7 separate regions of the Mus musculus genome follow, and all the other regions are linked to region 3. The links are chromatin contacts, called in public HiChIP or PLAC-seq and promoter capture Hi-C maps. All regions are on one chromosome and are shown on one strand. The core of a region is the stretch at or near the end of the contact, and the rest is flanking DNA. Distances in the headings are between cores, read along the strand shown. Region 1 holds the start of Lhx5 (LIM homeobox protein 5). Region 2 holds the start of Slc8b1 (solute carrier family 8 (sodium/lithium/calcium exchanger), member B1). Region 3 holds the start of Rbm19 (RNA binding motif protein 19). Region 4 holds the start of Iqcd (IQ motif containing D). Region 5 holds the start of Sdsl (serine dehydratase-like). Region 6 holds the start of Tbx3os1 (T-box 3, opposite strand 1). Region 7 holds the start of Ddx54 (DEAD box helicase 54).

What was found. Promoter capture Hi-C pulls out the DNA fragments that hold promoters and counts their contacts. HiChIP or PLAC-seq counts read pairs in DNA pulled down with a chosen protein or histone mark. Capture Hi-C pulls out chosen DNA fragments and counts their contacts.
Region 1: a contact with region 3 is called in an H3K4me3 HiChIP or PLAC-seq map of neural tube, with 5 times the contacts expected there. The contact joins the promoter of Lhx5 here to the promoter of Rbm19 in region 3. A contact is called at or near these places in 6 of 39 promoter capture datasets (the SN4741 cell line, cranial neural crest, epiblast stem cells and 3 more), 1 of 15 datasets of contacts at CTCF or cohesin (embryonic stem cells), 1 of 484 Hi-C or Micro-C datasets (embryonic fibroblasts), 12 of 115 datasets of contacts at active chromatin or transcription factors (craniofacial prominence, embryonic basal ganglia, embryonic forebrain and 6 more) and 2 of 9 other capture datasets (embryonic stem cells and pancreatic islet).
Region 2: a contact with region 3 is called in an H3K4me3 HiChIP or PLAC-seq map of embryonic basal ganglia, with 3 times the contacts expected there. The contact joins the promoter of Slc8b1 here to the promoter of Rbm19 in region 3. A contact is called at or near these places in 2 of 39 promoter capture datasets (hippocampal neurons and second pharyngeal arch cranial neural crest), 2 of 484 Hi-C or Micro-C datasets (memory CD8 T cells and uterus) and 3 of 115 datasets of contacts at active chromatin or transcription factors (embryonic basal ganglia, embryonic forebrain and embryonic stem cells).
Region 4: an H3K27ac HiChIP or PLAC-seq map of embryonic stem cells shows a contact between it and region 3, with 6 read pairs. The contact joins the promoter of Iqcd here to the promoter of Rbm19 in region 3. A contact is called at or near these places in 6 of 39 promoter capture datasets (the 3T3-L1 cell line, the HPC-7 cell line, HPC-7-derived erythroid cells and 3 more), 1 of 484 Hi-C or Micro-C datasets (the HPC-7 cell line), 7 of 115 datasets of contacts at active chromatin or transcription factors (embryonic basal ganglia, embryonic forebrain, embryonic hindbrain and 4 more) and 1 of 9 other capture datasets (adipose tissue).
Region 5: a contact with region 3 is called in a promoter capture Hi-C map of neural stem cells. The contact joins the promoter of Sdsl here to the promoter of Rbm19 in region 3. A contact is called at or near these places in 3 of 39 promoter capture datasets (embryonic stem cells and neural stem cells), 1 of 15 datasets of contacts at CTCF or cohesin (embryonic stem cells), 2 of 484 Hi-C or Micro-C datasets (the Ba/F3 cell line and the G1E-ER4 cell line), 12 of 115 datasets of contacts at active chromatin or transcription factors (the NIH/3T3 cell line, T-cell acute lymphoblastic leukemia, embryonic basal ganglia and 6 more) and 2 of 9 other capture datasets (embryonic stem cells and pancreatic islet).
Region 6: a contact with region 3 is called in a promoter capture Hi-C map of adipose tissue. The contact joins the promoter of Tbx3os1 here to the promoter of Rbm19 in region 3. A contact is called at or near these places in 1 of 39 promoter capture datasets (trophoblast stem cells), 2 of 115 datasets of contacts at active chromatin or transcription factors (embryonic forebrain and forebrain) and 1 of 9 other capture datasets (adipose tissue).
Region 7: an H3K4me3 HiChIP or PLAC-seq map of forebrain shows a contact between it and region 3, with 5 times the contacts expected there. The contact joins the promoter of Ddx54 here to the promoter of Rbm19 in region 3. A contact is called at or near these places in 6 of 39 promoter capture datasets (the 3T3-L1 cell line, cranial neural crest, hippocampal neurons and 3 more), 13 of 484 Hi-C or Micro-C datasets (B cells, the Ba/F3 cell line, the G1E-ER4 cell line and 6 more), 9 of 115 datasets of contacts at active chromatin or transcription factors (astrocytes, embryonic basal ganglia, embryonic forebrain and 6 more) and 3 of 9 other capture datasets (adipose tissue, embryonic stem cells and pancreatic islet).

What each region holds. Positions count from the first base shown.
Region 1 is chr5:120,430,477-120,433,176 of GRCm38.p6, forward strand. It overlaps Lhx5 (LIM homeobox protein 5), which reads left to right and starts at 1,410. Exons shown (of 5, transcript NM_008499.5): 1 at 1,410-1,977. The coding sequence starts at 1,805. Gm27199 (predicted gene 27199) reads right to left here and starts at 1,291. Exons shown (of 2, transcript NR_166585.1): 1 at 1,211-1,291. Gm31976 (a long non-coding RNA gene) reads right to left here and starts at 1,204. Exons shown (of 2, transcript XR_878743.1): 1 at 604-1,204.
Region 2 is chr5:120,509,782-120,512,481 of GRCm38.p6, forward strand. Slc8b1 (solute carrier family 8 (sodium/lithium/calcium exchanger), member B1) reads left to right here and starts at 1,411. Exons shown (of 16, transcript NM_133221.2): 1 at 1,411-1,502.
Region 3 is chr5:120,115,164-120,117,863 of GRCm38.p6, forward strand. Rbm19 (RNA binding motif protein 19) reads left to right here and starts at 1,350. Exons shown (of 24, transcript NM_028762.1): 1 at 1,350-1,486. The coding sequence starts at 1,451.
Region 4 is chr5:120,587,675-120,590,374 of GRCm38.p6, forward strand. It overlaps Iqcd (IQ motif containing D), which reads left to right and starts at 1,349. Exons shown (of 5, transcript NM_029408.2): 1 at 1,349-1,420. It overlaps Tpcn1 (two pore channel 1), which reads right to left and starts at 939. Exons shown (of 28, transcript NM_145853.2): 1 at 829-939.
Region 5 is chr5:120,471,416-120,474,115 of GRCm38.p6, forward strand. Sdsl (serine dehydratase-like) reads right to left here and starts at 1,410. Exons shown (of 9, transcript NM_001384254.1): 1 at 1,311-1,410.
Region 6 is chr5:119,670,248-119,672,947 of GRCm38.p6, forward strand. Tbx3os1 (T-box 3, opposite strand 1) reads right to left here and starts at 1,261. Exons shown (of 4, transcript NR_166476.1): 1 at 1,004-1,261. Tbx3 (T-box 3) reads left to right here and starts at 986. Exons shown (of 8, transcript NM_011535.3): 1 at 986-2,157. The coding sequence starts at 1,769.
Region 7 is chr5:120,611,702-120,614,401 of GRCm38.p6, forward strand. It overlaps Ddx54 (DEAD box helicase 54), which reads left to right and starts at 1,429. Exons shown (of 20, transcript NM_028041.2): 1 at 1,429-1,605. The coding sequence starts at 1,435. Rita1 (RBPJ interacting and tubulin associated 1) reads right to left here and starts at 888. Exons shown (of 3, transcript NM_029096.3): 1 at 573-888; 2 at 1-28.

The DNA of each region.
Region 1 (2,700 bases), core at 160-2,659, 320 kb after region 3:
GAAGGAAGGAAGAAAGAAAGAAAGAAAGAAAGAAAGAAAGAAAGAAAGAAAGAAAGGTAATGCACATGTTAACAGGAAATTATAAACGAGAAATTTTACATGCCAAAAAAAGAAAGAAAAAAGAAAAAGAAACAAAAATAAAAAAAAATCCCTCCACGTCCCAGGGTTTGATCGCGAACACACTATAAATAGAGAGTTTTCAAGCAGTGGATATTTGCTAACAAACTCAGTAAATACGCCCAAACAAACACCCACAGCCAAGTCTTGGCACAATTCCTCTATGGCTCCAACCCTTAGGCCCCAGCCCCGCACCATCAGCGTTCTTCCCAGCAGCAAGGAAATATCCCAAAACACTCTCCCAGCCCTACCTCGTCCAAAGCAAGCGGTGGCCTGGTTGGCCTCGCAGAAACAAGGCCTGATCCCTTTTCTCCCCTCCAGGCCCACGCGCCCCTCCTCAGAGTACACCTGCTGGTACCCACACACCTGCGAAGCTGCCTTTGGCTCTAGGAGAGGGCCAGACTTAGAGCATCTCGGGGGGCCCGGGAGTGCCTATGACGCCCGGCTGTGGCCAGCTTCCCTCGCTCTATCGAGCGACCCACTCACCACGGTTCCCGCCAGCCTGACCTGGAATATGGACGATGTGGCCAAGACAGATGTAGTGAGCTTCAGCCTCCTCTCAACCTGCCGGAACACCCATCCGAGGTAGACCACCCCTTTCGCCACACCTCCCCCAGTGCCGAGTGAGCTAGGCACTTAGAAACGACCTTCGGGATTCCCAAGACCAGGCGAGGTGACATCCCTGAGTCAACCTGGATAGGGGTGGGGGAGGGAGGCACAGAAGTACCCAAGCTTCCCGCCCTCAGTCTCTTGGTGAGAAAAGCCCTGCTGGGCCCTAGCCCCGTGAGTGACAAAAGAAGCCACCGTAGGGAGAAGTGCCGGGTCTCCCAGCTCCTACGCTCAGAGCCCGAGCGAGCCGCAGTCTAAAGCAAGAGGGAGCTGGGCGGGTTCGGAAGCAGGGGGACCACAGCGCACTCCCTGCCTGGGCAACTTCTACAGGTTGCGAGGGTGGCGAACCTGGTGGGAGGTTTCTCCCTGGCTAGGCCTTGGAACCCTGCCCCCCAAAATTATTTGTGATGGGAGAGAAAAAGAACCCTGGTTTTCGCATCGCGCCCCCACCCCTCCAGACCCAAACTAGAAGGTAAATACTTACTTAGCTTGGGAACAGGTACTAGCAAATACTCGGCAATACTGATGTCTTGTTTTTTTTGCTCTGCCCTGACCGCAACGCTGTAGCCAATTTAGATATGCTATAAATTTAAGAGGTTGCTATGGCCACGGCGCGCCCATTGGCCGCCCGGCCCCCTACGTGCCGCACCACGTCACCAAATCTGAATAAGGATGCGCGAATTAGGCGGCGGCCAGACAAAGATGAGGATCGGGACCGCTTGAAAGTGGGGGAAAGTGCCGGCGCCTCCGCCAACCGGGAAAGCCGCTCGCCAGTGCCGAAGCCAGCAGCCGCCGAGGACACCTGCTCGAAGCTGGAGCGAGCGCCCGGTCGCGACCCGTGACATGAGGCTGTGACCGCTGCCGCCCTCCACGCCACTCTGGGCAGTGCAGCGCCAGGCCGGAGAGCGTCGGAGGACTTGACCCCGAGAAGTCTTGGTTGATCCGTAACGGACTCGCCCCTACAGACTCGCCTACAGACTAGGAAGGCTGAGAGCCACAGCAGCGGGGACCGAGAGGGCCTAAGGGCCCAGGGGCCCCAAGGAGGACGAGGCGGCCCGAGCCGCCGGGGCGCGCGGCTATGATGGTGCACTGTGCTGGCTGTGAGCGGCCCATCCTCGACCGCTTTCTGCTGAACGTACTAGACCGCGCGTGGCATATCAAATGTGTTCAATGCTGCGAGTGCAAAACCAACCTCTCGGAGAAGTGCTTCTCACGGGAAGGCAAGCTATACTGTAAAAACGACTTTTTCAGGTAAGAGGCCCCGCCGCGCCCTGCTGCCTACCACTGGCTGGCCCGAGCTCTACTCTGGCTCCTTGGGAATTAAGGGACCAAGAGACCCACCCCAGCTTGGGAGGTGGGGGTGGGCAGATAGGCAGTCTGCCCTCCTCAAGCCCTGTCCTCTGCTTGTGGGATGCTGAGGTTGAGTCGAGGGAAAGGAGGAGGCTGTTTGGCTGCTTCACCTTGGGTCTGCCAGGCAGCAGCAGAGATCGGTCAGATGGCAGAGGCCCGGAAGCTCGGCAACTTGCTCTGGGCCCCTTCCCCCGACACCTGAGTCCCCAGGACAGAAGCCTCAAGACTCCCCTGTCCAGATCCCAAAGATGTGTCGGGAGTTCAGAGCAGCTAGGAGCTTCTTGTTCCACACAGTAAATCCTAAACCCAGAGGGTAATCTGAGGACAAACAGGAACTTCTCACTTCCAAAGGACCCTAGCTAAGAAGGGATCTCCTGGAGATGGGCGATGAGAACCTTCCCCTGGCCCCCCACCACCCTCACCCGATTAATTTTCTTCCTAGTTGGAGAGGCACTGAAGAAGTAGAAGGTGAAAATCAGCCGATCTGTTCTGAGATCTCCCTTCCCAAGTCCATACAGCCCCTCAAGGCAGGCCAGGACCCAGTGTCTCTGTGGGCCTCAGTTTCCCAAAATGAGAAATGCTATGGGGCAGCCTAGAAACGCGTGGGTTTTTTTTTTTTTTTTT
Region 2 (2,700 bases), core at 161-2,660, 390 kb after region 3:
GCAACTGGGGTTCTGGCAGTTCTACCACTCAACTCTATTTTGATTTCATTTTCTTTACTTTACATCCTGACTGAAGTTTCCTCTTCCTCCCACCTGTTCAACTCTTACCATGACAGATGAAGTACTACTGATACAGTTTAACACAGTTTAATACTTTACACTGTGTGTGTGTGTACACGTACATGCGAGCACGTGTGTGTTCATGAACGTGTGTGCAGGCGTGCATATGTGCGTGTGTCTGTGTGCACACATGTGTGTGTGTGCATGTGTGTGTCTGTGTGTACATGCATGTGTGTGTGTGTGCGTGTGTGTGTGTGTGTCTGTGTCTGTGTGTGCACATACCATGGTACACATGTGGAAACCAGAGGACAACCTCCAGGAGTAAGATCTTCGTCACTGTTGGGTTCTAGGGATCAAGCTCAGGTCGTGGGGCTTAGCATCAGTGCCCACATCATTACCCACTGTGCCATCTCAGCAGCCCCGCTGGGCGTGCTCTTTAATTAATCATGGTCTGGGGACTAATCCTAAGGCTCTGAGAACACTCAGCAAGCACCCTGCCACTGAATTTCCCACCGCACCTAAGCCCCCCTTTTCACTTTGCATTCTGGGAAACGGCCTTACTAAATGCAGATGCTGCCCTTGAACTGGAACCTGGTCAGGCTTTTTGAATTTGTTTTTAATCCCCCCAGCCTCCTGAGAAAAGCTGAGGTTGCAGGGCTATACCACTGCCCATCTTGATGTTTGCTGTAGTCTTCTAGGTTGGGGTGCAGCTCGGTGGCTTAGTGTGTGCTGGAGAGGGGAATGCTGACAAATGTCAGATCCAGGCATTTCAGGCTCTACAACCAGACTGCTTGCAGGCAGCAGGAGACCGTTTAAATCATCACCACCACCATCATTATCACCATCACCTTTATTACCGTCATACTGAGAAAATGTCTTGCTGGGATGCTCAGACTGGCCTTAATATCACAATCCTCCTGCCTCTGCCTCTGAAAGGCCAGAACTATGGGCATACACCACCACCATGCCACGTTTCCCCTTACTTTACTATAGCTCTCACCCTTCCATACCACCCTCAGTAACAGAAACTCTAAGCTTCCCCCAACTCCCCCCCCCCCCCCCGCTCCCCTTAGACTTCTCTCGGGCCTCCTGAAGTCTATAACCCACGTGCTTTCAATATAGCATCTACCTGAAAGCAGAAGTGACAGGCTGGGGACAGAAAGCAGGTGGAGAATGGGGAAGACAACAGGGAACAGCTCACAACCCCCACCCTCGGCTGGGAGGCTGTGTCTTTAAGAGCTGGGGCGGGGCGAGCCTTAAAGGGCGTGTCTTGGGCGGGGACAGAGAGGCTCGGGCGTGGCCCGACTGGCAAGTAGGCGGAGTGGAGGTTGTGGGGGCGTGGCCAGGCTGCTCCGGGCCAGGACTCTAGGGGCGGAAGGTTGTGGCGCTGGCCATCCGGCTAGAGGAAGACTCCGAGGTCGCGGATCCAGGCCCCGCCCGAGGTAAGAGGAGCTTCGCAGCCTGTGCACTCGTCGCTCCAACTTCAGCTTCTCAAATCCGCTTTCAGCTGGGACCCCAAAATCAGAAAGTGCTTCCCGATTCCCAACCCCATCCCTCGCCGTCAAGTCTGCCCACTTCACCAACGCCGCAGCACACAGGTGTCCGCATTGCCGGAGGCGCTTCATGCGAGCTTATTTGGAAATGAGTAGAAGAAACTGGAGTGGAGGTGACTTGAGGACGCGGTGTCTGGCTGTCCCTTGGGTCAGCGCTAGAGTCCATTTCACAGATGCGGACCCAGAGGCCATAAGCCCAGCCCCCCCTCCCCTCAGGCTGCCCACCCAGAAAATGCAGAGAGGGAACTGAAGGGTTCTGTGTTTTTCCACTCCACGCCCGTGCCAAGTGGAGTAGCTAGAAAGCGGAGGGGAGAGACTCGTTTTCTGTCAACAGGTGAGGAAGTGGCTGTATTCCCTTCTTCCTCTGGGGTCCTATCTTGTCCTTTGCCCTCTTCCCCCCCCCCCCCGGGGGTGGCGATTTAGAAATGCTTGTGTAAAGAATCACACCCCCTCAAATAAAGCTCAGATGGCCTTTGGCTCCCTGCTTGCAGAAAATAAAATGCACAAAACACTTGGGGCAGCCTGCCTAAGACTCGGAGCCAGTTTTCTGCTTGGACAGAAAAATAAAGCTCTTTCCCCCTGGCTGGAGGAAGTGGGTTATTCATATTGCAGCCCCACCCGCCGATTCGGCTGGTCCCAGTTTAGGCGCCTTTGAGCAACTCACTTCCCTCCTGGCCTCGATTTCTCCATCCAAGGACGGTTGGCTTTCTGGTTTTCTCCCTTGCCACATGACTCTGGGGACAGCCTGGTGAACACTCAGAGAGGGCAATGTGGTGTGGCACTTGAGCTGACAGTGAAAACCGAGAGTGAGGTTGCTTCCCAGTGCCTCAGTTTCCCCATGGAAGGATACCACAGCAGGTTGTGAGGTGTGATATACCGTCTTTGATCACAACCAAGTCCACCTCAGATGTGTGCTTTTAAGGCTGGGACCCAGGGGCTGGTGCACATCTGACATCTCAGCCACCCAAGAGGCTGAGGCAAAAGAAATATGTGCTCAAGGTCAGCCTAGCAGATAGAGGAGACCCTGCCAGTGGTGGCACACGCCTTTAATCCCAGCACTCGGGAAGCAGAGGCAGGCGGATTTCTG
Region 3 (2,700 bases), core at 100-2,599:
GGATTAACCTTGAAAACAATATGTGAAGAGAAAAATCAGCCAAGAAAGTAACACATCCATAGAGATGCCAGATAGATTCTAGGTTCCTAGAAGGCGGGAAGTTGGTGACTGGTCTTTTGCTTGTATATAATGGTTTCTGACTGTGTGGGGTGTTTCTTGTGGTCTCTCTTTCATTCTCTTCTTCTCCTTCTCCTTCATTTTTGTTTGTTTTGTTTGCCTGTTTTCTTTCTAAAGAGAACAAAAGGACTGGGGGCTGGGTTGGTGGGGAGGCAGGAAGGAGCTGGTGGGACGGGGAAGCCATGATCAAAATATATTATCTGGGGGCTGGTGAGATGGCTCAGTGGGTATGAGCACCCGACTGCTCTTCCGAAGGTCCAGAGTTCAAATCCTAGCAACCACATGGTGGCTCACAACCATCCGTAACAAGATCTGACTCCCTCTTCTGGTGTGTCTGAAGACAGCTACAGTGTACTTACATATAATAATAAATAAATCTTTAAAAATATCTATATAAATTATCTGAAAAAAATGGTTTAGCCTTGGCTGTCCTGGAACTAGCTCTGTAGACCAGACTGGCCTTAACTCAGAGATCTGCCTGCCTCTGTCTCCTGAGCGCTGGGATTAAAGGCGAGCGCCATCACTGCCTAGCTGCATTTTTTTTTTTCAATAAAAAATGTTCTAAGATTGGTTCTCTCCTCCCACTACGAAGAACCAAGGTTGGGGGGTTGGGGGGAGGGAAATCTCAGGCTGTCAGGCTTGCCCACAAGTGCCTTTATCTGACGAGCCATCTTGCCAACTGGAGTTGTCCACTTTAAGTGGGCAAATTGTGTGGCACCTGGACTGTATCTCAATAAAGCTGCCAACAGTAACAAGAAAGGATATGGGGAGATGGAGCAAAATGTCTTTTAGAAGAAGAAAATCTATTTGAGCAGTGGTGGCGCACACCTTTAATCTCAGCACTTGGGAGGCAGAGGCGGGAGGGTTTCTGAGTTCAACGCCTTTACACAATAAATAAACCTTTATAATTTTATTTTTGTAACGGGGGTTCTCTGTGCAGCCCTAGCTATCCTGGAACTCGGAGATCCGCTTGCCTTTACCTTTAAAACAATTTTTTTTTTCTAGGCTCTCTGCTCTTTCCCAGAAGCCTGTCATCCCGAGGGGGTTGGACATCAGCGCCTCCTGCCTTCCTTGCGGGGATTTAGAGGCCCCAAGACCTGGCGGAGAAAACGCGAGCGCTCGGGCCTTTCCCCCGTCCCCGCCAACCCCGCCTTGTGGGTGGGACTTTCCCCGGAGAGAGTCTCCCGTGAGGCCACACCCACTTCCGGATGGAACGCGGCGGGGGCCACGTGACTCGCTAAAAATGGCGGCGCCCAGTGTGGCGGCGTGAAAGTTGTGGGAAGTCGCTGTCGCCGGGGTCGTGAGTCTGAAAAGCGAAGGGAACCTGAGAGCCATGTCGCGTCTGATCGTGAAGAACCTCCCGAATGGGGTGAGCGGGAGCCGGGGATGGGGCCCGGAAGTGGAAGCAGAGGTCCGGGAATGGAGGGTGAAGGATGGAGGGGTTCTAAGTCAGGGACAGGACTGGGGAGGTCCGGAATCCAAGGAGGCGGCACCCTGTCCTGAGGGCTCAGCAAGCCGCAAAGTGGCTTCCGAGCATTCTGAGGATCCTTCCATGTTGTGCTGGGCAGTTTGGGTCAGTTTGACCCAGACCGGAGTCACTTACGGAGAGGGAACTTCATTGGATGTTATTGCGTCCATATGCCTGTGGACCAGCCTGTGGTGCTCTGAGGAGTGATGGGTGTGGGAGGTTCCAGCCCCCTGTGGGTGCTGTCACGCCTCGGCAAGTGTCCCTGGGCTGTGTACAGATGTTGGCGGGGCAAGTAAGTCTGCGTCGGTTCTTGCCTCGACTTCCCTGGATGGCGGACTGTGATGGAGACCCATAAGCCAAATCAATGGTCTTCCTCCCCAAATTGCTTTGGTTTTTTTGTTTGTTTTTAAAAGATTTATTTTTTTATTATGTGTAAGTACACTGTAGCTGTCTTCAGACACACCAGAAGAGGGCGTCAGATCCCATTACAGATGGTTGTGAGCCACCATGTGGTTGCTGGGATTTGAAGTCAAGACCTTTGGAAGAGCAGTCAGTGCTCTTAACTGCTGAGCCATCTCTCCAGCCCACGCCCCCCAAATTGCTTTGTATCCTTGATGTGTGTCACAACAGGGAACAGACTAGAGAATGCTTACTGGTTCACCATCACAGAGCAAGATTAGACTTCAAAGCCAAGTGTGGTGGTGCATACACCTGTTGTCAGCTTTCCATAGGCAGAGGGTGGCGAGTTCAAGGCCAGCCTGGGTTACATAGCAAGATGATGTGGCTAAAAATAAATAAATTAATTAAATTTGTTTTGTTGTTGTTGGGACCATGTGCCCCCCAGAACAGCAGTCCTCAACCTTCCAAATGCTGTGCCCCCCTTTAATACAGTTCCTCCTGTTGTGACCCCCTAGTCATGAAGTTATTTTGTTGCTACTGCATAACTGTAATTTTCTCATTATGAATATAACGTAAATATCTGGTATGTGGGATATCATATGCATCCCCCCCAAAAGGGAGACCCAAGATGATCTCCCCTATTTGGGATTTTGTTTGTTGTTTTGGGGGATGCTTTTTTAAAAAAACAGACTCTTAAATCTGTAGCCCTGGCTGAC
Region 4 (2,700 bases), core at 99-2,598, 470 kb after region 3:
ACCCACAGGAAACAACCTCCTGGCTCCGACTCAACGGCTCTGCCCTCAGTTGGTTAGCGCCCACTTGATACATGAGGCAGCTTAGCGTGGCCTCTCCCAAGTAAAGAGCCACAAGTAGTCATGGAACGCAGGGGACACTGCCCACTTCAGCGCAGCCCCACCAACTATTCCTAGAAACTGCACTCCACTTAGGCGAAATCCACCAACCGCTTTCTTGTTTTTTGTCTTTGGTGGTAGGGATATCCCTATGGAGCTTTGAAGCTTTGAAGTTGCCATTCTCCTGCCTTTGCCTCCTGAAGAGCCTATGACTTTTCAAAGAGAAAGAAACGGGGCCCAGAGAGGGTAAGTAAACTGTCCAAGGTCACACAGCAGACTCGGAGCTCCTAAGGTCCAGCCCTTTGGCAGACCTTGGTTCTCTCTCTAGCGGAGACCCAGCGAGTCACCCCTGGGGTAAGGTCACCCCTGGAAGAAGGTCCCGGAATCAGATAGCTAGCTGCCATCCTGCGATCTGTCCCCTGAGGCAGACTGACCCAGGCAGGAGTCCCCGGCCAGGTCACAAGAGGACACAGCAGGGAGGTGAGCAGGGAGGAAGGGTCGCTCGGGGGCTCTAGCTCCCCACGATCCCCATCGCGATCCGGGTCGCCCCAGGAAGTCAGGCCAAAGAAAAGGGGTGCAGAGAGAAGGGGATCCGCAAGGAGAGAGCATGCCGGCCACCTCCCAGGGCCCCGCCTCGGGCTTCTGGAGCACTCAGCCCCAGCCCCTTCTCTGCACCTTCTGACCCCTGACCCTTGCCCTCGGGCCAAGATCGCGCACCCCTCGGATCCTTACACGCGCCGTCCCGGGATCCCGCACTGTGCACTGGGTCTGCACAGCGTAGCTCAGCCCGCAGTTGCCGCCGCCAATATCCCCAGCGCGGAGCCTCAGCAGCCGCCACCGCCGCCTCACCGCTGCCACAGCGGCAGCTGCGCCAGCCTTCGCATCCGCCGACTCCTGTCACTCAGCCCCGAAAGCCCCGCCCACGGCCCTAGGCCACAGCCTACTGGCCATCAGAGGGGTCGCAATGAAATTTGACAGGGTAGACTACACGTCACTCAGCGTTCTCACAGCCCTCCTCCCAAAGGGAGGGCGGGGCGAGGAAGCAACACCCCTTTCCTCCCCACCCCACCCCCACCCCCGCCTCACTCGCGCAACCAACAGGAATCCTGCGTCTTTCCATTGGCGAAACGTCAGAGAGGCGGGGATTTTGATTGGCCATCTTTCAGGAGGCGGAGCCAACGCAACCCGATTCGAAGTTAAATGGTGAAAAAGAATGTCAGTCAAACTCAAAGTCCCGCCTTCTAAGAGTGGCTCGTAACCTAGCAACATAAGGGCCGCCGAGTTGCTTAACTGTGGGCCAAGAAACTTGCATCTTGAGGAGCTGGTGAGTGACAGCGGGGAAGCCCCAGGCTGCAGGCTGTGTGCACCTAGTAGGCACGCCGTCCAGTGATTTCTCCCCTCCAGGCGTCCGCGCCCCACTTGCCATCCCGTCCAGCTCCAGGTCCTCACTCCCTTGCCCAACCTCCATCCTGTCCTCCTCTAGGCCTCCTGCAAGCACCATCAAGTATCCTCTTCTGATAGTCTTGCTTCCTGTCTGGTCCACCTGCCATTTCATAGTCCCTCTCCTCATCTCTTACTGATACCATTTGTGAAGTTCACATCGAGTGAACTTAGTTCAAGTAATTGGATGGGTTGGTTTGTTTTGGTGCCCACTGTCCGCACTATGTTCAGAGGTCAGCTTGCTGGGTGCGTGACCCCCTTCAGTGTATGCTTAAAATAAGGATTTGTTGTTTGTTTTGATTTTGGAACAAGGTCTCACTATGTAGTCTCGAACTCACTCTGTAGACCAGGCTAGCCTCAGACTCACAGAGATCCACCAGTCTTTGCCTTTGAGTACTGGGATTAAAAGCATGTGCCACCACCCTTGGTCTAATTAGGTTTTTTCCCCTTTAATTGTTAAAGTTTTATTATCATTATTAATATTATTATCACTATGTCTGCGTTGGTGGGGTATGTGAATGTGAATACAGACAAAGGGTTTTGGATCCTCTGGAGCTAAAATTAATTACGGGTGGGCAGTTGTGAGCCACCTGTCATAGGTGCAGGGGACTAAACTCTAGTCCTTTCAAAAAGCCGTACACGCTCTTTTAAAATAACGTAAAGCTTTATTTATTTTTACTTTATATGTATCTGTGGGTGCCTACGTGTATGTGAGTGCACAAGGTATGTTCACAACGTGTGTGTGCTGTGACTGCCAGGCTAATTGCAGTGATCCCCGCCACGACTTATTCTACCCTAACTCCCTCTGTCTAAGCATTTCCTAGGACATTCTCTTGGCTCATACAACGAATAATTCACATATTTAACATGGGCTTATTGAGTGCTTAGTGTGTGTCTTAGTTAGGTTTTGACTGCTCGCTTTACACCTTGACCAAGGCAACTCTTGTAAGGACAACATTTATTTGGGGCTGGCTCACAGGTTCAGAGGTTCAGTCCATTATCATCAAGGTGGGAGCATGGCAGCATCCAGGCAGGCATGGTGCAGGACGAACTGAGAATTCTACATCTTCATCTGAAGGCTGCTAGCGGAAGACTGACTTCCAGGCAGCTAGGATGAAGGTCTTTTGTTTGTTTGTTCTTGTTTTTCGAGACAGGGTTTCTCTG
Region 5 (2,700 bases), core at 160-2,659, 360 kb after region 3:
GGCTGCAGCTGGTGCTCCGTTGTCACTCCAATGGTCGTAAAAGAAGTCACCTGAGACTACAGCAGAGGTGGCAAAGCCAGTGTGATGTCATTCCACCACAGAACGTACAACTACCTGGACAAAAAGCATTTGATGATCCGAACATGTCCAAGTCCACTACTCAAAGTCACACAGTTGCTGGCTGTGATGAGGGAGAGGAGGGGCTGGTGTAGACAGCCAACTCCTGTCCCTGACACCTCGGGCCACCAAGCAGCCTCCGTGTCCAGACCTCTGGGTTGCTCATTAATCTTCACCCCACCCCCTCAGCCCAGATGTGCACCCTGTCCCCAGGACAAAGGGACCTTTCTGCTGAGGTGGGTGGCCCAGATGTTCACCCTGTTCCCAGGACAAAGGGACCTTTCTGCTGAGGTGGGTGGAGCCTCTGACACTTGCCAGCCACCCTCGGTCACAAGCCTCACCTCATTCCCTTCCTTGCATGAGGTAAGAACAAGATCCAGGCAGGTTAAGCCACCAGGGATCAAGGTCTTCCCATACACAACACAGCATGGCTCCTTGGCCAAGTTCAAAGACTCCCCATCCCTAACCAAGAAGTTCGACCCCTGGAAACCAGAGAATCCCACCTTAGGGCATTATTTCCATCAGCCACCCTGGGCCATACCATCCTCTCAGGAAGGCCACTGTCCTGGGGTAACCACGTCCTCTCAGTCTCTTGCCACTCAGCCCCCTCCCAAGAGCCCTTGACTGAACTTGGGGTGCATTTGAGTTTAAAACCTTTGCAGAGACACTTCCCCAACACAACTCATTCCCAGATCAAGGGAAGGAGTCAGGTGCAAAAAAGTTAATGTGACTAGATGGGTCAGCCATCTCAGAGACCAGGGACCAAGCTCTGAGGGACATTTAATCCGGGTGTGCCTCCCAAGAGACTTTAAAACTCACTTACAGCTAAGCACTGGGTGTAGTGCTGCATGCCTGTAATCCTGGCACTTGGGAGGTGGCAGCAAGATAAGGATATCCTTGGCTACAAAGGAAATTCAAGGCCAGCCTGGGCTACATGGTGAGATCCTGTCTCATAGAACAAAACCTCTTGGACTTTGGAGAAATGGAAAGAGTTTGTGACAGAGTTGAAAACAACTCTGGAGTGGAGGGGCAGAAGGGGTCCCCTCAGGGGCAGCTTGGGCTGGAGGAACAGAAGGTTCCCAAGTTACCACCCAGCTGCTCTGACTTCTATATGTTGCTGTAACCCCTAGGAGAAAAGAAACAACAACAATAAAACGACAATTTTGTCACCTCAAATTAAGCACCCACCTTACCTAAGAACGAAGCCACGTGAGACAGAATCAGGAAGGCCTCTTCTGCATGTGCCCTTGGGGTGTGAGGTTTTCTGTCAAGGTCTTCACTTGCCAGTGAGCCGTGGCCCGGTGTCTCACAGGGCATTTGACCTGGTCGGCTCCCCACATCCATTGTGGGGTCACCATAGATCGTGATAACCCCAGGGAGAGGCTCCGGCGATTGCCAGGTCCTGACCTTGGCTTGCTGGCTGATTTTACACATTAGCAAAGACTGTTTGTCCCTGGGAATGACGCACGGTGGGAGTCAGGGAGTCAGTGCCACCAGGAAAACCCAGGAGTGTTCTGGGAGGTCCCCACCTATCCAGTGAGGGTTGCAGCAGGTGACCTCAGGGGAAAGAACTTGACAGTTGCCTGGTCCTCAGCCAGTGCCACAGATTTGGACATAACAGCCATTCCTGGAACTCACTCCGTAGACCAGGGGGCCTCTAACCCACAGAGATCCACCTGCCTCTGCCTCCTGAGTGTTGGGTTAAAGGCATGTGCCACCACGCCTGGCTTCTTTTCCCTTTAAAAGAATGTTTTAAAAAATGGTTTTTAGTCAGGCAATGGTGGTGAACATCTTTAATCCCAGCACTTGGGAGGCAGAGGCAGGCGGATCTGAGTTTGAGGCCAGCCTGGTCTACAGAGTGAGTTCTAGAACAGTCAGGGCTACACAGAGAAAGAAATCCTGTCCTGAAAAACCCAGTAATAATCATAATAATATATTTTGTATTTATTTGTCAGGGGGTTTCATGTGTGCTCTGGCACACCTGCAGAAGTCAGATGACAATCTTGTGCGAGCCGGTTCTCTGTCTAATGTGTGGGTCCCTGATATGGAACTCAAGTCACCAGGCTTGGCAGCAAGTGTCTTTACCCACTAAACAATCCTGCCAGCCATTTTTTTAAGACTTTTTTTTTTTTTAAAGACAGAGTCTCCTGTATCCAAGGCTGGCTTTAAATCCACTGGGTAGCTGAGGATAACCTTGAACTCCTGTCCCTCCTGTCTGTGCCTCCCAAGTGCTGGGCTTATGGATGTTTGTCACCACACCCGGCCACTTTTTTTCTCTTTAGAGGCACAGTCTCTTTCTGCATCCCAGTCTGCTCTCAAACTTGCAATCCTCCTGCCTCATCCTCTCATGTGCTAGGATGACAATCGGGAGCCAACATGCTCATGTGACACCTCTGGAAGGGAGTATGTTTCGGGAGCAGTTAAATAAAACATGCTTTGTAAACCAGACTTGGTAGTGCGCAGCTTTAATCCTAGCACTCGGGAAGCAGAGGCAGGCGGCTCTCTGTGAGTTCCAGGCCAGCCTGGTCTCCACAGCAAGTTTCAGGACAGCCAAGGCTACACAGAGGAAATCCTACATTGGAA
Region 6 (2,700 bases), core at 11-2,510, 450 kb before region 3:
AGCAGGCAGCGGGCAGAAAGATTGGTGGGATCCCCTGCGCTAGTGGCTCGGGAATCCGAAGCACCCGGGCGCAGGAGCTAGAGGATCTGACTCAGAGGTGGCTGGGCGGTTCCATGTGGGGCTCCCTTCAGAGCTACGCGAGCCTGGAGCTTTTGTTAAGGCTTATTGGCCGAAAGAGAGGTTCGGCGGCCAGCTCGGCTAGCCCGGGGCCCGGGAAAGGGAAGAAGCTGCAGATCCGCACAAGAGAAGCGGCCGCGGGCTTGAACTGTAGCGCTCGGAGCGCGCGAGAGGCGAGCGCCCCTGCCCGGCGCCTCGGAAGCCGGGCAAGCTGCCTGGCTCCCGCCCTCGCTCCCTCCCCCTTCCTCCCTGGCCCAGCCTCCTCCCCGGATCCCCCGGCTTGGATGGCTGAGGCCTTTCAGACGTAGGCTGAGCTGAGGAGCCGCGGCGAGCTCTCAGGCTGCTGCGAACTCTCTTCTGGATCAGCCACCTAGAGGCGACTTTGGTGAGCGCGCGGCGCCCTGGTGGCTCCCCGCCCTCCCCTCTGATCATGTTGACATAAACGCAGGACAGGCCGTAGTACCGCGCGGCGCAGCGACGTTCCAGTTTCCGACACCTTCTTTTTATAACTCGGCTCTATTCCCCCAGCACTCGACCTGTGAAAACCACGCCTATGCAGCCACACAATTGGTCCGAAAGCGTCAAAGAGCCAATCAACAAGCCTCGGGCTCCCGCAGCCCACAGCGCTGCCGGACCGTCCAGAGCCGCCGAGCAGACGCCCGGGGAATTCTAGAGGCGGAGGAGGGTGGCGAGGTGCTCGCTCGCTCTCTTTCTCTCTTTCTCTCCCTCCCTCTACTTGCCTACTCCAGCTCCCAATCACTCCGTTCTCTTCCTTCTTTCCTATTTTTTTTTTTTTGCACCCGTCTTCTTGATCCTCCCTCGCCCTGCGTGCCCGGACGCTGATTTTTTTTTAATTTATTATTTTTAGGAAAGCGATTTCGCTCACGTTTTTTTAGCACAAGGAAGACAGCCGGCTCCCCGAGGCAGAAGATCGCAGGCACCATTCGCTCGCCACCCAGACTCTGCGCGCAGCCCGGAGCCAGAGAGGAGGATCGCGAACCGAAGCCAGCTTCGCAGTTCTAGTTTTGAAAGCGCCGCTGGAAAGGGGCTTAAATCGCTTTTTTTTTTTTTTTTTTTTTAAAGGAGAGACTTTTCCTCCCCCCCTTGATCTCGCTGCCTGTGAAAGCCAGAGTCTAGCTCAACTAAGACGCCTCCTGCGAGAAAGCCAGAGAAGAGCTAGGGGGCGGGGGAAGGAGTCGAAAAAAAGGTTAAAAAAAAAAGTCTCCGAGAACCTTGCGCTTTGGCAACAAAGAGCGTGGGAGCCGGGGAGCCACCCCGGGAAAGGGCTGCAGTGTCTATTTCCAGCTAAGCCACAGGGCTTGGGCGCCAGTCGAGCCCCTGCTTGCTGCTTGCCCTACTGAAACCGACTTCCAGGAGCGGCTTTTCCAACACACTCCACGCACCAGGACAGCCCCTGCAGCGGCTATGTCTCCAGATCTGCTGCCGCTTTGTCCTCTTTAAAAGCGGCGTTCTCTTCCCCCCAAAGACACTTTCCCCCTCCCTTTCAAACGCTTTATTTGTAATTTGCCCTCTTTTTTATTTTAAACAAAACTATGCGTCGCTGTTGAATTTTTTAATTATTATTTTTGAAAAGCAACAACAAAAGCGGAGCCAAGCCAGCAGCTGCGGACTGGTTCCCTGTCTGGAGTGGATGAGCCTCTCCATGAGAGATCCGGTTATCCCTGGGACAAGCATGGCCTATCATCCCTTCCTACCTCACCGGGCGCCGGACTTCGCCATGAGCGCGGTACTGGGCCACCAGCCGCCTTTCTTCCCCGCGCTAACGCTGCCTCCCAACGGCGCCGCGGCGCTCTCGCTCCCCGGAGCTCTGGCCAAGCCCATCATGGATCAGTTAGTGGGGGCTGCTGAGACCGGCATCCCTTTCTCATCCCTGGGACCCCAGGCACATCTGAGGCCTCTGAAGACCATGGAACCCGAAGAAGACGTAGAAGATGACCCTAAGGTGCACCTGGAGGCCAAGGAACTTTGGGACCAGTTTCACAAGCGGGGTACAGAGATGGTCATCACGAAGTCAGGAAGGTAAGTAAGTAATCAGTGGGGGACCCCTCCCCCCAAACCATCTGAAAAATTTCACATCTCTTTTGTCTGACTCTTAAAACAGTAGATTCTGGCTGACTGTTGACGTTTGAAACGAAAACTTCCTGTCCCCCCAAATATGCGGAGACTCCAGGGCCCTGCCTTAAGGGTCAGGAAGTTTCAGCCTACCCGGGCCCTCAGTATGGTTCCTAGGGACTCGTATCCGGGGTTCCTTACAAAATACAGGGTGTTTTCCATTGAAGGAGACCGCGCACTCGGCTTCTGCAGCATTCGAGAAAATCACCTTGTTGCAGGAAGCCCGTTTGTGAAGCCATTCTGAAATATTCTTTACGTTTAGTTCTTTCTGTTGGATTTTATTTCCCAGGACAGACCTTAAAGCCCCTCTTAGACAGCAGTGGGAGACCCGGGAGGATTCCGCAGGCCCTTTCTACTCTTCAGCCTTGTCCCTGGGGCTGAAGGGGACCTAAGCCTGATGGTGTGAGACAGAGAAATCAGTGGAAGAGGGGAGGACCTTCGGGTTTCTTT
Region 7 (2,700 bases), core at 179-2,678, 500 kb after region 3:
GCCTGACAGACTCAGCCTCCAGGGCTCCCTGTAATAGGGGTCGGAATGAGCAATCAGCTTTTCCAAGTAAGAGCAGCAGCTTGGAATAACAAGCCCAAGGGCAAAAAGGGCTTTTTCTTGCTGAGGGAAAGCGACTGGTTTTTCTCAAAGGACTACTGTTGTTCAGTGGACACCTTGGAAGTGCTTCACTTTCTTGCCCGTCCCCGACACCCAATTTCAGTAGTCCAAGGTGGCCTGAAACTCACTATATTAAACTTTATTATATAGCCAAGAATGACCTTTAACTCCGGATCCTCCCGCTTCTACTTCCCACGGAGAACTGCACGATCGCCTGGCGTCTGAGGTGCATGGGTCAGGCTAAAGCAGGCACTGTCTTTTTAGTTGTGAAGACGGGAGAAAATGCCGTCAGCAAATATTTAATGAATAAGTAAATACACAATTACACCCTACAGTGTATGCTCAACAAATATAGTACGACTGCGGGCGTGCAGGGGAATGGCACCAACCAGACAAACTAATTAGGGTGGAAGAGGGAAAGGGGCTCCCAAGCTACTGTCGCCCCCCATTCCTACCTTGTGCAAAGCGCTTTGCAAACGTGGTGCGTTCCAGTCCTCGCCAACCAGTCTCATACGAAATGCATTTTCCCCGAGTCCAGCTCAGGCTCCCAACAGCAGAGTAGCAACGCACCGGCCAGCTTACAGAGCTGAAAGCGCAGGCGTCACGGGATCTCCATGCCTGGTGCTTTTTCTCCTGGAGCCTCCGGCCAGAAAGCTCTGTCTCCGCCACATTTAAAGCCTCATAGCACAGAATCAGCAAGGGCGCCACAGCGACACGCGCCCACCCGCATCCCTTGCTGGGCAACCGGTGCGACGCCCCACCCCTGCGCACTGGTACGTCCCTATACCCCGCCCTCGCGCTGATGGTACGTTCCACAGGCCACACCCCCAGCCTCATCTGTACATCCATTAGGCCCCGCCCCTTGGTAGGGTCAACCTTGCGTGGTTGGTACATTCCTCGAGTTTGTCCACACGTTCAGTTGTTATGTCCCTCAGGTCCTGCTCTCTTTACAGTTACCACATCTCTCACAGCTTGGCATTCGCGCAGTTAGTAGGTCCCTTAAGCATCTATCACGGTTCAGTTGACACATTCCGCCCCCACCAGTTGGTATGTCCCTCAGGCCTCGCCTCTGCCCGGCTGGTACACCACTTAGGCCCCGCCCCCGTTCTGTTGGTTCCTCCTTCTGGCTTCGCCCATTGATAAAGCCATGTTGACGCTCCGCCCCTGCGAAGTTGGTTGGTTTCCTCAGGCCCGGCCCCGCCCTACGGGTGAAACCTGGATTCTCGACGCCGCTCTTGCGTCTCACAGGCTCCGCCCCCGCGCAGTCGACGCGTCCCTTAGGCCCCGCCCTCTTCCGGGTCTAAGAGCCCGGCCCGCATGGCTGCTGGCAGACGTGTGGGACCTGGCCCGCCGTCGCGTCCCACCATGGCGCCGTGGAAGAAGAAGAGGCTGCGGAAACGCCGAACTGGGGCTTCCCAAGGCCGCGACAGCGACTCGGATGACGGCGAGTTCGAGATCCAGGCGGAGGATGACGCCCGGGCGAGGAAGGTAAGAGCGCGAGGGGGCTCCCTGTTCGGGCTCTCGGCCTGCGCCCTTCCGCTTGTCCGTCTCACTAATCGCGGTCCCTCATTGGGTCCCTTCGCGTGGGGGACGGGCTCGAGTTTACGCAGCCAATAGAAAGTGCAAGTGCGGAAGGTCCGCCTGAGTTTGGGGCGGTCTTAGATGAGAAAATTAAAGGGAAGGCCGGACCACTCTTCTGAGAAGCCGGTTTTAAACTAAACTAGTATTTACGGACTTATGTCGTGCTCTAGCTATGCCAGGCTCACCAGCAATGTCAGGGAGGACAGCAGGATTGGAACTGGGGATGGTCCGGTTCCAGTTGTATTCATCTTGGGGGATAGGTGTGATCACCAAGTGGGGCACAAAAGCCTATCGTTCATGACGCCCATCGTCTTGTGCATAGCGGGTATATCTGGTTCTCCATTTCTCCTTCCCAGCTCAGTCAATGAGCTGCACTCGTTAAGTGGTCAGTAAATGTGCAGAGACAGCTAGAGGCAATGAGAACGCTGGTGTTCATTGGCAAATACAAGAAGGCTGCTCCCGTGGTTCAGACCAAGGGTTTTGCTGAGGCCCAGTCCGGCACAGGCTGGCTGTAGTAAGACGTAATAAACTTTACAAGTCAAAACCCAGCCTGTGGGCTCTGAATGTAGCTTTGTTGATAGAGCGCTTGCCTGGCGTGTGCAGAGCCCTGGGTTTGAAGGCCATCACCAGGTAAAAGCAGGTATTGTGGCACACACCTGTAATCTTAGCTCCCAGGGTAGGAGTGGTGGCGGCAGGAGGATCAGGAGTCCAAGGCCACCCTGAGCTGGTAAGAGCGCCACCACCAATTCTTAATATTTTGCTGTACAAAAAAACCCAAAGGCTCCTCCAACCCGGGAAACACATGCTTATTAAAGGGCTTGTCGCACACCTGATGTAAATATGAACGGGAGAGCAGCCAAGTTCACACTGTACCATTACCCTCCACCAAAAATAAATAAATAAAGATGAAAAAAAGCAAGCCGGGCAGTGGTGGCACACGCTTTTAATCCCAGCACTCGGGAGGCAGAGGCAGGTGGATTTCTGAGTTCGAGGCCAGCCTGG